Regions from separate parts of the Gossypium hirsutum genome. Here all the other regions are linked to region 4. Evidence: chromatin contacts called from public Hi-C data. All regions are on one chromosome and are shown on one strand. Each heading gives the region's core, a stretch centred on a gene start, on an enhancer-like site or on the middle of the called end of the contact. The rest is flanking DNA. Distances are from core to core; before and after follow the strand shown. Region 1 holds the start of LOC107901004. Region 2 holds the start of LOC107900987 (AT-rich interactive domain-containing protein 4). Region 3 holds the start of LOC107900994 (conserved oligomeric Golgi complex subunit 3). Region 4 holds the start of LOC107900997 (alpha-aminoadipic semialdehyde synthase).

Region 1 (3,352 bases), core at 128-2,627, 170 kb before region 4:
GAATTTCTAAATTTCCAATGTATGAATGAGCACGGTGAAAAATTCGTAATTTATACATTCTAAACACTTGTTTTATTTTTTTGAAAATCTGGATACTTACCAAGGTAAGGCAGAATCAGAATCCTGGAAGTAAGAATCTGGGAAAAGATTATTGAAATGGTGGTGCTGCAAGCCACAGTCATTTGCATTCAACCAGGCAGGGAGTTCCATGACTTGATCAAATGGTTTGTGGTACCCATCATCCTCACCTTTCACTTCGTTCCCATCTTCCATACTCTTCAAGAACTTGAACCACCATGCTGATGTTACCAAATTCACGGTGTCATTCCACTCCATTTGATGCTGCTCTCCTAATGATCTCATCTCAGCCATTCCCTCATCGTCCATAGCTTGATGCAGGTCTCCCCCACCGTAGGATGCTGTTGAATCGGCCATAGTCCCAGGCCCCACTTCATGTGACACTGCAACTGAAGGCACATCTTCAGTTACAACTGATAGAGTTGGGGAAGATGAGGATGATGAAGATGAGTAGATTGATGGGTTATTTCTGTTATGGTAAAGGTTGGAGTCTATGTTGTTGAAATCGTGAAAGTTAAGGTTTAGACCTAGGGTTTGGTCTGGTAGATTCAAAGTGTGTGCAGTAGATGTAAAAGGACTTGGAGAAGAAGGAGGCCAACTATAGGAATGGGAAAAATAGTCTATATTATAGGTAGACAAGTTGTTTGTCTTTGGTTCTTGCTCAAAAGGTGGTGGGAATGAAGGAGAAGGCTGGAGTGACCGTGATGATTGCTCTTCTTGTTGCTGTTCATTGGCTTGTTTCATGGCAGCTCTATGGAACTTGAGTGCAGTGACAATTTCTCTCCTAGCTTCAGCCATGTTAAGCAGCCTTTGTTGGTAAGGCCTGCGGGTATGAAATCTCCTCCGAACCTGTTTCTTAAGTTGTTTAGGTGGTGCGTGTGGTTGCACCTGGCTCTGTGTCTGTGGTGTAGCACTAAAACCCTCACCAAATTTGCTCAAATTTTGGCCATTAACGTAATCAGGGTCTTTGGCACTTCTGGAAGTGGTGAGTTGTTTAACCAGGCTCCGAATGTAAGCACCAGAGAGCTGAGGAGGCTCATCTTTGTGACTGTTTCTAATTCTATCAATTTCCATTCCTTCTTTTGCTTCTTGCTTGGAACATCGACCCTTCATATCTAACTTTTATTTTTTTCCAACTTAGTACCGTAGAAAGAGAAAGCTGGTTTGAAGGATCATGGGGGTGTTATTTTTTCCTCAAAAAAACTAAAATGCAATGTACAGAAATGCAGAGAGAGGTGCAGGAGACTGAAGTTTCACAAAGGGAGGGGGTGTTATAAATACAAGCTGACCTAGGGTTTGTAAATTGTTTTGGATTTTTCCTTGTTTTGGCAATCAACACTTGTTACCCTTTATTTACATGTTTGTTTTAGGCTTACTACTTTCCTTTACTAAACTGCCCTCCTCTTTCAACTACATTTACATTTCATTCATGCCTGGGAAGATCAATCCCGCAGTCCCACTTAATAATAGACTGGGGTTTCATATGCTTTTATCTTTCTTGCATGTGTCTAAAAAAAGACAAAAGAAACAGAAATGCGATGATGAAGCTTAAATATATTTTATTTCATTGAAGGATTTGGTTGCTGTTGATCCTCATTATTTCAAAGGGGACAGCTTCTGAATTACTAGGCAGGATTCAGCAAATGGTCTCTTCTTCTCTTGGGTAAATTGGATTGATATTTTAGCATGTAATTTCTTCATTTTAACCGGTGATTTATGTACGTGAGGGAATTTTAGGGCAAAAGCAAGGGTTATTCTGGTATCTTGTCTGAAAGTACGATGGGACCAGGCTATGCCTGTGAAGAACCTACACTTCCAAAAGTCTTAATACTACAACTAAAAGAGATGACTGACAAGGGAATCTCCATTACTGTTGTAATGTAGCCTTTTTTATATTTTGGAAAATAGGAGAAAATTTCCAATATTTTGCTGTTTAAAAACAAAGAGATGGACAAGATTTTTAGACCCTTTCTGAAGACGTTGTTCAGAAAGTTAAAAGACAAGAATTTTCCATACCATCGTCTCCATCATCAATACTTTTACTCCAATTGCAGGTGGCTAGCAGCGTCTAAGATATGGCTTCTGTGGTTTTTATTCAACCTTTCTGGCACCAATAATAGTGAAAATAAAACATGGAGTAAGAGATATTGTTACTGCTGTCAATAATAGATATTATGTTTATTTTATATTTGTGTAGAATTTACACATGAATTTGTAATAAATACCTCGTCACCTTTACTTCGTCTGGTCCCAACATCGTTTATGCACAACAACTGTCCCTCGCACGTGTATCCACGATCGGCACATTACATGTTTTTGGTCCACCTCGTGAAGGATATGTGTTTAGTTTCCTTTGCATGAAACACACGTGGGGTATTTCAATTTCGTTAGCGTCTATTATACTCCCTAAGTAGCCAACTACAACAATACTAGCACAATCCACGTGTCAAGATCTAAAGCCAAAGGATGATCACCTTCGCCTATAAATATCCATTTTAGAGGTCCTCTTCTTCAATCATCCACCCAATGCTATATACTCTTTTATTATCCTCTTCCAATGGCTCTCAATACTTCTCCATTGTGTGAACCGCCATCCTTTCTATTTACCTTTTTTTAATCATCAACAATTGATGTGGTGAGTATGGACAATATAGTTCATCATGAGGGAACCATCCTCGGAAAACCCATTGTACCCATCAATCCTACCACCTAGCTTGTTGGCCAAACATACAATCCTCACTCAACACATCCTTAAAACCCCTATAACGACATTTATGAAAGCTAGTATCATCCACAACCTAGGTACCACATTGCTCCTCCTTCACCAAACTTATGCCCGATGGCAACATCTAATGAACAAACATCATAAAAACTTAATTCCAACCCTAGCTCTTACTCTCAATAATTTCAAAAACTGCAAGAACAAATAGGGCTTTAAGAGACCAAATAACACTACAATAGTTGAGGTATGAACAATAATGTCAGCAATACCAAGAACAACTCTAGCAAAATACTAAAATAATAAAAGAGTTAAGAGCAAGTCATAATCCCCCTCTTAGTTCCAAACCCAACATGATAAGGTTGTTTCCTCTCTTAATGCTCAAGGTCAAGGTCATAACTCACACTTAGAATACTTACCAGAATAGGTTTTAAAGTTAACGAAGGACATGGAGTGACTATCTTGTTGTAATAACCCCATTGTACTTGAGAACACAATAGTTAACTTGTTGCAAACTTTCATATTCCTCAAAGAATTTTATTAAAGGGACAAAGA
Region 2 (3,440 bases), core at 219-2,718, 220 kb after region 4:
ATTTTAATTATTTATTATATGTTATATTCAAATGCACACGTATAATAGAAATACTAAAAGATAATTCATTAACATGTAATCTTTCCGTGATTAGTGAAATTCTGTTCATGGAAAAAACTTGCTAAGAGAAAGGGTTAGTTTTGCTAAACATCTCCAAACTATCATTTAGATTTTAAATTAGTTCTTGGATTTTAAAATATTGTAATTGAATTCTTAAAATACTAATAATCAATTTAGTCTGTAAATGATTGTTTGAAATTGACATAAAATATATTTAAAACATGTGAATCAAATTATACATGCGTGTATATATTGTGTTGATAGTTTGAACCTAAAGCGCTAAAAAGAACAGACAACATTAATAAAATTTAGGAAGGTTGTTTTTATTTTTTATTTTTATGCAATAGATTCAAATTATTCATGTAGTAGGTACACAAATTTTGGGATCGTTGTGTTTAAATATCCTTCATATTAAATTTGATCCAGCATTTAATGCCCAAGTTAATGACTTGATGAACAAAAAAACCTAATTGATACAATACTAATACTTTAAAAATTCAATTAAAATATTTTAAAATTAAAAAGCCAAATTAGAATTAACCTATAATTTAAAACTGTATGATACAATTAATCCTCAGTAAAACATAATCCAAGAATTATAAAGGCAAGTAGTTTGTTGTAGAAATTAAGATTTTGATTATGAATTTCATCCCCAAAAATTAATCTTTATATTTTAATTTGTCAAAGTTTTGTCCTTGTAATTTATATACCTCATAAAAACCAAGGAGTTAATTTGATTACTGTTGATTTTTGTTAATTTTTTACATATAAATTGTAGTGTTGTTTGAATCGAGCAGAACCAGCTGGTTGAGAGACCGACCTGAAAAGTGGCTTTGGATTGATTAGACCGAAAATCGGTAAAAATTAAATAAAAAACCGGTTGAATCGGTTAAGAATCGATTGAACCAGAATTTTTAAATTTTTTGAAAATTTAATAAATTTTTAATTGGATCAGAAAGTCGGTGATAAATTATTGTTATGGTTATGTTTTTGCTAATTTTTTTACTTAACAACTGATGTTGAGATCAATAATTTAATAGTATTGCCACTTTAATTTTGAAGGATGAAATTGTAATAAAAGATAAGTTATTAAGTTTTTATAGAATAAAAAGATGAAATTGAGAATAAAACCAAGTGAAAAGAAGAGTGAAAAAGAAAGTGGGGGAGTCAAATCCAGGGAACTGGGTCCCAGTTCGTACAAAGCGAGCAGTTCGAGTGCTGAACGAAGAACATATTTACCTGAAAAGAATTTTTGTTTTCGGGGCTTTTAAAGTCTCAGTAAATAATATCATTCAATCCCAACACAAATTTACCCATGATGATCACCGTCATGATCGCTTGGACAATGAGAACAGAACCAAACCAACCATTCTAAATCTTTGTCCAAACAAAAAAAAGAAAGAAAAGAAATTAGAAATACCCTTCATTAATGAACGTTTTCCGGTTGTATTGGACTTTGAAGTATAGTATTCAAGAACACAAAAAAGCAGATACAGAAACTTTTCACCTCCTCAAAGTTTGCGAACGAGTATAATGCATTAGTTATGATATCTTTTGAAGCACGGTAACTTGAAAGAAACAAATTATTAAAAAGTCAATTAAGAAATGGGCATTTCTTTTTCCTTTTTTGTGGATTTCCTGATCAAACGGTTCATCAAATTCACTCTTTTTGACTTGGGAAACTGTAGTTATTAAAAATACATACTGACAACAAAGAGAAAAAAAGGGAGGCTCTGGCTGGGCTTTTTTTTATTTTTAATTAATTTACTTTGATTTTAATCGAATTTTGATTTTGATTTTGGGTTTTTTTTTTGTTTTTGATTTTAATTTTTTTTGTCAAAGGCGGTGCTAGTGGGGGATTGTTAGTGAAAGAAGGAATAAAGATGTGTCATTTCGGGTTTTTTATTTATTTGAGATTTCTTTATTATTTGGGAGACTGACTCTTCTTAAAACTTAGGGTTCTTTTTTTACTTTCCGATTTTTGTTTTGGAAGGATTTGCTTCCTGAGAAATTTTCTCGGTATCTTCGTCTGGTTTGGTAATTTTGTACATTCGGGTTCTCGATTCCCTTGTTTATTTCATCTGGGTCGGTGGGTTTTCTTCAGATTTTGAACTCTCCACCTTTGGTTTTTAGGGATTTTCAAGTGTCTCAAATACAAAGTGAAGTTCCTTTTTGCTCTGTGATAGAATTTTGGAAAATCAGAGGTTTCGAGTAATAAGATTTGCAGTTGGCTTTTTAGGGTTTTGATTTGATTTCAGAGTAATGTTTTAGGTTTTTGGGATTTCTTAAAGGGGCCATTGGTGCCTTGCACTTAGTGGCAAGTTTGGGTCTTGCTGAGTCTGGCATGTTTTAATGATGTTTAGTGCTCAAAGGTCTTCAAGGAACCATTGCAATCTCCTTGCTATTCTTTGTGGTGGTGAAGTTTCTGATAATAAACAGAAGCAGCCAGTTTCTAATGATAAGTCCAGATACCTTTTTCCAGAGATTGCTTCTTCAGGTCGCTTGGAGGTATATAAATCGTGTTAATAGTTTTTAACCTTTTTTAACTGTTGACATTTTAGCAGAACTTCTTATAAAGTTGCACTTTTACTTATTTAAATGCAGGTTCAGCTTCTGAACAATCCTAGCATCGATGAGGTTCGACGAGTTCTTGAATCGTCTGAGCCAAATGTTGTTTACTTACAAGGAGAGCAGAATGCTGATAGTGAAGAAATTGGTTATCTGGTTTGTGGAGATGTTCACTTGTCCACTCCAGAAGCTTTATACGGACTTTTTGGTTCCACATTGCCCACCACTGTTAGTGAGACATGATTTTCTTGTAGTACTTGTTTAATAATGTTTATAGTTTGATCCCATTCTCCCTGAAATTATACGATGGGATTGTTTCATGCATGTTTCCTTTTGTTTTATACTTCCTTTTACTAGTTTTGCTGGTTTCAGACTTTCAGTGCTCATTTGAAGTTTATTATGTTTGGTTGATTTATTCTCAAATGTTTGTGCAGGTTTATTTAGAGACTCCCAACGGTGACAAATTGGCTGAGGCACTTCATTCCAAGGTAAAGTTATTGATCATGATCATAAAGTGAACAAATGGAAACTTGTTATATATATTTGATAAATTTCTTAAACCACCCTTAACTCCGCAAACCTCTAACTAATTATTCATCTGAGGAGAACCTTACGCGCCTAAATCCATTCGCTAACCTTAGGAGTCTTCAGCAACATCGGTGCCAATTGAGCTAGTATTCAGTAGGCTTCTTTATATTTTTATTAAAGTTGTTGACATGTAATTTTTCCTCTGGCAGGGAGTCCCTTATGTTATATATTGGAAAAATACATTCTCGCCTTACGCAGCTTCCCATTTTCGTCAAGCACTGTTG
Region 3 (3,176 bases), core at 624-3,123, 150 kb after region 4:
AACCTGTACACAAGAGGTTAAATTACAAAAACCATGAATTTCGGACTTATTGGACTGACAGCAATTCAACATGACCCTATATATATTAACATAAATCCTAAAGGATAATAGGCCATAAACCAAGACAAAAGCAATATATAAATTCAAAGTAAATCGATCTCTAGTTAAGATAGCATTCAAACCTTACATTCTCCAACTCATCAAAATACTTGAGCTTACTGCGAAGTGCTTCAGCAAACTCAATCAGCTTTTGCTTCCCCATTACCTGCAATAAAGAACAAGCTAGTGATGCAATCAATCGACTAACTTAAACCAAAATTTTCCATCCCACAGAGAAGTGGATTACAGCCAACAAACATAAAGCCCAAAGTGAAAAGCTAGAAACAAAAAGATGGAACCAAATTCCAAACCATACAAAAAAAATCATACCAATCGATCACAGGCATCATGAAGAGTTTTAGTTTTTGTTGCTACTGCTTGGTGTTGCATCTGTAGTTCATTAAAAAGATCTAAGGTCTCATCCACCTGCACAGAAGTATACTTCTAGCTTAGAAATCATGAGGAAAAGATAGATCTAACTTAATAAATAGCCAGCAAAGCAAATGATAGAATACACAGAGATATAAAACAGATCATGAACGTACTTGTCGAAGTATATCATCACAAGTCTGTATGCGATCTGTCAGAGTATTAACATAGTGCTGATATTTCTCCTCAGTCTAAGAGAACCAATTTAGATAAAATAAACAAATATTCAACAACATTGTCCAAGGAACGTATATGTTGCAACAAGATATGACTACTAACCTCGGACCTCATGGCCGATTCAAGATCTGTGAACCATTTATAGAACTGTACAGAATAGGAAAAAGAAGCAAATGCTTTAGATCAGAATTAATCAATTTCATAACCCTAGTAGAATTAGAACACTAGAACAACAAACTAATGTAACCATCCACGTAAGATTAGATTCCAACTCAAACAAGACACATAATAAATCTGATTTACCTGATTTGTATTAACCAAAATTGCCTCAATAGCTCCAGAATCTCCAAAATTGTTATCCTTTGTAGAAACAGACAAGCCAGCATCTTGCCCAGAGGTTCGCTCTTGAGCCTACAAGAGCACGTTCCAAACGTCTTTCACCAAAATATCCAAAATGCAATTAAAAAAAGTAAGCAACAAGCAACAAAATTACTCACCAAATTTGCCGGAAACGGCCTTTCCGCAACTGCATGAGATAGCATCAGTATTGCTCCTTGCTGCTGCTCCGTCAGAGGCGCATTCTACACACAAATCCAAAATAAAGAAATCAAATTAAGCAAAAAAAAAAATCTAAAATAGCGCATTCAGTTCCACAACACAGATCCGATCTTCAAACTAAAAATTTTTTAACTCTTCCGAATTATTAATAATATAATGACATTTTACTCCAAAAAAATAATGTGATAACATTTCGGTTACAATTACGGCTCCTGTCAGGAGATCGGATCTTATGATTGCTACATTTAAAGATAATGAAATCAAACTCAGGAGAAATGAGTTGAAAGTTTTTTAAGTTCATTGAGATCCAATTAAAGCAGATCTAAATTAGGAGAGGTTCAAATCGGAAAGTTGAAGGCAAAGGATTACGAGTTGGAAGAGTAAGTACAGAAGAAAGAGGACCTGTTCCCAAGTAGAAGCGAAGTTGTAGCCTTTGGAAATGGCTCCAGATTTGGGGAGGTTCGGAGGTGTTGCTGCTGGATTTGTTGCCATTCTTTTTTTCTTTTTTGTGTTCTGTTTTGTTTTGGGGAGTCTGGTTCTGATGGACCAGACGGACCTTTAGCTATTTGCTCATTAAACGACGCTACTAATTGAATCTAACGCCATTTTAAACCCGGTTGTGGTTTGACGTGGTGAAGCTGATGACCTTTCAAGACGTACTGTTTTCACTTCAACGACGTCGTATTCCATTTTCTATTTTTTTTTTTCACGTCTTAATTAATCTCTTACACCAATAAGGGAAAAAAGGAACTAAATAGCATGCAATTAAAAATCAAATTAGTTAATTCAATTGATTTAACCATTTTAAAAACATTAATTAATAATAACTAAGAAAATTTCATAAATAAAATAAATTTTCAAGAAGTTTATATTTACAAAAATCAAAGATGAAAATACCCCCAATTTATTGTTAAAAAAGTCAAATAAAAATTAAGAAAATTATATTTACAAAAATATGGTTTTATTGATTTTTAACTAATTTTTTACAAGTTTTGTGTTGTTGGCTAAATGTCCAATTCAATCTTAAAACTTGAAAATTTTGTTTTTTAAGGTTGATATACACTTCAGTTCAGTTTCCTGTTTTATTTTTTATAGGAGTAATAACATGTTCCATATACAGACGAAATGAGCAGCAAGACTTTGTAACGGATGCTTCCAATTTTTGGCAAGCTTCATTGCAAAGAAAGAAAATAGCAGAGTTTTGGGATTTGCTCATTAGCGGAAGCAGGTGGCTACAAAATAACATATTGATTGATCAATTAAAGGAAGCTTTGCGGCTACTTGTTTGGAAAACATTGAGCTGAAACAGCTCAGTCTTTAACATCAGCTACACCTCCTGGAGAAATCTGAAATCGAGCTTCAGCCTCGGCCAAGCAAGGTGAGCTCTCCGCTATCTGTAATAGTCTTTGTGGTCTGAATGTCCCTTCAGCATCAATGTACATTGCTTTTCCCTCACCACCTCCTTGATCTAATGGAAGCTGAAATATCATAGACATTTAGAAGCAGGCCAAATGCACTTACTGTTATGTTAGGCAGAAAAAGTATGTGCAACATATACATGAGTTGCAAGAAAACTCTGTGAATGAAGAGAAGAGGTCTTACTTGGCATGTCACACATAATGTGTGACAAAGCTGTGTCTTTCCCGAACGGAACTCACCATATATCTCGGTAATGGACCCAGTCTCGATTCCACCTGTTATATAGAAAACCAAGTGAGCGTGTAATGATACATACAATTAATTTACAGTTCATATAGTGAATTTTAACTGAGTGTTAAAGAGTCAAAGTCAAGATACATGAGAGCGTATGTACCTTCCAAAATTTTATCAAGTTCACTTGACCCAGATGTTATCTGAATTATCTCCAACCTTTGAGCATGGAGCTGGCTAGCACTGGTGAAGCCCAAGGGAAC
Region 4 (3,517 bases), core at 626-3,125:
GAGTTCTGAAAGTCTGATTGGTTCAACAAAAACATGAGGAAGTAGTTTAAATATCTCTTGAGCACCAACAGAAACTGCAAAGCAAAATATTGGTATTAGGCAAGTTTATACATTAAGTAATCTAATAACATCAAATGAATGCAAACTCTGTAGCAGCACAACAGACATGTATTCTGATGGAAGATCACATAATTGAATGTTGTAAGAAGTTCCAGTACCATTTCCGGAACCCGTGAATACGAAGACTACAGGACATATCCCTGAAGGCAGTCCCTGAGAAGCTATCTCTTCACCCACGGTGATCACTGCAGCCTTTGCAGCAGCCAAGGAAGGATACATATATGATGCACCCAGAGACAGGAATGGTGTTGAATATCCCAGACTCAAATACCCTGAAATCTGATGACAATTCAGCATCTTCACATAGACAAAGGTATGCAAATGATAAAATCTCCAAAATTTTTAAAGGATTAAAGAGTCATAGAGCATACGCTGTCCCAATCCGCGTAAGAAATCGATCATTCCTGCTCTGCCAGCATATTTGCCAAATGCAAGTAACCTTTTACCATTGTCCCCAACAATAAGCTCATAGTCATACAACGATACCCTCTCCGCGAGGATCTACATGCATGCCATAGACAAAGTCATACAATAAGTTCATAGTGTCATACAAAGATACAACAAAAGAAGCTTACCTTATCTAACAATGGCATATTCTCCTTCTGAGCTTTGTGAGTATGTGAGAAGAAGGCATAAGCTCTATTAGGAAGAATCATGTCTAACTGCAATAAAGCACAACCAGTTAGGCCATAAAAGATTGTAAAATGTAAACAATAGGGAATGGTGAACCTTTAGCACCTTTGGTTGCTTGATACCCAAAATAAGACCACATTCTGATAAGTCATCTGATATGTGACAACCAACATCCTCGTAGAGCGAATCGTGATGGATGCGCTTCGTCGATGGCTGCACTATTATACGAGCTATACCTGTTTTCTCCCTCCCACTGTGTAAAAGTCGAGCACAATGTGATGGGGTGAGAGGAACCCTTCTTTCCCATTTATTTGATGACTCGGAAAGAATCCCAACAACTCCATTTCCAAGCATCTTGAACCTTCACCACAGAAAACAAAAGAGAAAAAATGAACAACTAGGACTATTACAGGCTTCTTTAGAATGGTATTGAACAAAAAATACTAATCAAAGTATGTTTCTTACAGAGGATCCCATAATAAAATAGAAAACAAATTAAGTATGAAACAAATTGCTGCAGAACAATTATACCTCAATGAGAAATTTAAATACCGCTGACAGTTTTTTTTATTAGGATCATTTCTCATTCAATCGAACAAATTAAGTGTGATTTTGAAGTTATATAAAAACAAGTTGAGGACAGATTCAAACACGTAAGAGAGATAAACAGAGATTGAAGAAAATAAAACTTACTTGTAAATGAAGAATTAAACGATGAGATGAACCCAAATTGAAGCGGTGATCAAACAACTCTGGGAAAGAAAAAGATATATCACTGAACTGAAGAGTAGAGACTATGAACATGTATGAATTACATGTCATTAGAACAAATATTAGTCTGAAACTCAGAAATCATATTGATTGAGTTTAACAATGAAAATAATAATAATAATAACGTTGAAACAGAGGAACCGCTTTACGTCGAAAGAAAGGAAAAGTTTAGTTGTGAAAAAAGATGGGCGGCTGCCACCTAGCTCCCTGGAATCATAGAAGAAGAGATCGTAATACGGATTAAAGGCTTCAGAGCGGAGGAAGTTTATCAGAAAAATATGGTATAAATAAATGAATGATGATATGTTAATGCATGTATCTGGAATCCTACTCGTGAAACATGGATGGATTATCACTTCCTTTTTTGTTTTTGGGTGATGATGAGGATATGACGCTAGGGACAGAGAAGATGGGTCCCACTTTTTAGTTATTACATATCTATTACTTCCAATCACGTGGGTCCACGTATATCCTAGCTCCAAATGCCTTCCCATATTAAATCATGTCTAATGTTAGGTTTCAATTTTTGCCACCTGGGACAAGTTACCCTTTCTCCACCTCATCACGTCTCCTTAAGACTTGCATTTACAAAATGAATACTCAAAGTCCAATTACACCATTTGTATAAATATTAAGGAAAGCTTCAGAAATAAATTATGATGTTGGAGTTATTCAAAATGGTACCACCACTTTTATGTGTAAAGGGTTTTTTAAAATTTTAAAAAATATTATTTTATTTAGTGGAGTTATTTTAAATGGTTCTACCAGTGCACTGTGCTTTATTATTATTATTTAAGAAATATCGATAGATAAAAATTAACTCCCCAAAAACTACTAATTCGTCTGCCCTATTGGTACGGGGTTCTCTATCTGCTGGTTTTGGCACGTTTTTCTGTCGTTCTGGTTCAGGTTTCTTTCACTTTTCTTTTGTTAGTTTTCTGGGTGGTTCACGTTCAATTTCTTTTCCTTGTTTCGACTGGAATAGTGTGGTGGCTATGATGGAAGATGCATTGGAGAATTTGAAATTACTGGATGATGAGGAGGAAGCGATAAAGAGGATGAAGGAATCGTGAGTGTTGCTTATCAATTTTGTCTAGTTGGTCGGTGTCTAACAGACAGTGTTGTTCATTTTCCTTCACTGCGCAATACAATGACGGATCTTTGGCATCCTATAGGAGGAATTTGTATAACGGTGTTGGGGGAGAAACGGTATCATTTTCAATTTTTTCATGAGGTTGATCTTGAAAGGGTTATTGCTAGTATATCGTGGTTTTTTAATAACCATTTACTTATTCTTCAAAAAGTTTCAGTTGGGGTAAATCCAGCAATGATGGAGTTAAACCATACGGAGTTTTGGATACAAGTTCACGATTTACCTCCGGGGCTGATGAGTGCATCAATGGCAAAACAATTTGGTGATTTTTGTGGGAAGTTTATTGAGTATGATACGTCCATTCCGACCTTGGGGCTCTAGAAATATTTGCGTGTTCGTGTTTGTTTAAATGTTACTGCCCCTTTGAAACATAAAAAGAAAGTTCTGGTAGGGAAGTCTATGGTTGTTTATACTCGGTTCAAATATGAGAAGTTAAGTTTATTCTGTTTTATTTGTGGAAAGTTGGAGCATATGGAGAGCTATTGTCCTTTTCGACTAACTATTGATTCATCAAAGATAGTTTTTGGCTGGGACTTATCGTTGCGCGCAGTGGTAAGACGTCGGAACATGGTGGTGAGAGGTGGTTATGTGCAGCAGTCATGTCACCATGTAGTGAAGAAAATTTGGCAGGTGTCAAATTTGGTAATTCGTTAAATGCGGGGAGAGATTTAGGCCATAATTCTAAGAGGTCTGGTGGGAATTTGAATCCTAATCCTAATCTAGTTCCTTTGGGATCGGATCAAATTCAGGGAGTTGGTAAATCAATCATGGGGCGTGATGGGTGTATCGATGCTTTGACTACTGATGGGCTCGTTTATGGGCCCATGGAGTTAGTTTTGG

The links. Hi-C and Micro-C count contacts between places; a contact is called where the count stands out from the background.
Region 1: a contact with region 4 is called in a Hi-C map of leaf, with 2.0 times the contacts expected there. The contact joins the promoter of LOC107901004 here to the promoter of LOC107900997 in region 4. A contact is called at or near these places in 5 of 34 Hi-C or Micro-C datasets (callus, hypocotyl and leaf).
Region 2: a Hi-C map of leaf shows a contact between it and region 4, with 2.1 times the contacts expected there. The contact joins the promoter of LOC107900987 here to the promoter of LOC107900997 in region 4. A contact is called at or near these places in 3 of 34 Hi-C or Micro-C datasets (callus and leaf).
Region 3: a Hi-C map of leaf shows a contact between it and region 4, with 4 times the contacts expected there. The contact joins the promoter of LOC107900994 here to the promoter of LOC107900997 in region 4. A contact is called at or near these places in 5 of 34 Hi-C or Micro-C datasets (all in leaf).

What each region holds. Positions count from the first base shown.
Region 1 is chrD06:16,539,321-16,542,672 of Gossypium_hirsutum_v2.1, forward strand. LOC107901004 reads right to left here and starts at 1,378. Exons shown (of 2, transcript XM_016826819.2): 1 at 101-1,378. The coding sequence starts at 1,191.
Region 2 is chrD06:16,934,481-16,937,920 of Gossypium_hirsutum_v2.1, forward strand. LOC107900987 (AT-rich interactive domain-containing protein 4) reads left to right here and starts at 1,469. Exons shown (of 15, transcript XM_016826799.2): 1 at 1,469-2,568; 2 at 2,665-2,856; 3 at 3,063-3,116; 4 at 3,366-3,440. The coding sequence starts at 2,413.
Region 3 is chrD06:16,859,687-16,862,862 of Gossypium_hirsutum_v2.1, forward strand. It overlaps LOC107900994 (conserved oligomeric Golgi complex subunit 3), which reads right to left and starts at 1,874. Exons shown (of 25, transcript XM_016826807.2): 1 at 1,666-1,874; 2 at 1,203-1,286; 3 at 1,009-1,116; 4 at 808-852; 5 at 645-719; 6 at 430-525; 7 at 188-265; 8 at 1-3. The coding sequence starts at 1,755. LOC107900993 (DNA repair protein RAD51 homolog) reads right to left here. Exons shown (of 5, transcript XM_016826806.2): 3 at 3,077-3,176; 4 at 2,866-2,957; 5 at 2,322-2,741. The coding sequence ends at 2,574.
Region 4 is chrD06:16,710,260-16,713,776 of Gossypium_hirsutum_v2.1, forward strand. It overlaps LOC107900997 (alpha-aminoadipic semialdehyde synthase), which reads right to left and starts at 1,876. Exons shown (of 26, transcript XM_041095357.1): 1 at 1,674-1,876; 2 at 1,447-1,505; 3 at 859-1,114; 4 at 696-782; 5 at 492-621; 6 at 219-392; 7 at 1-74. The coding sequence starts at 1,107.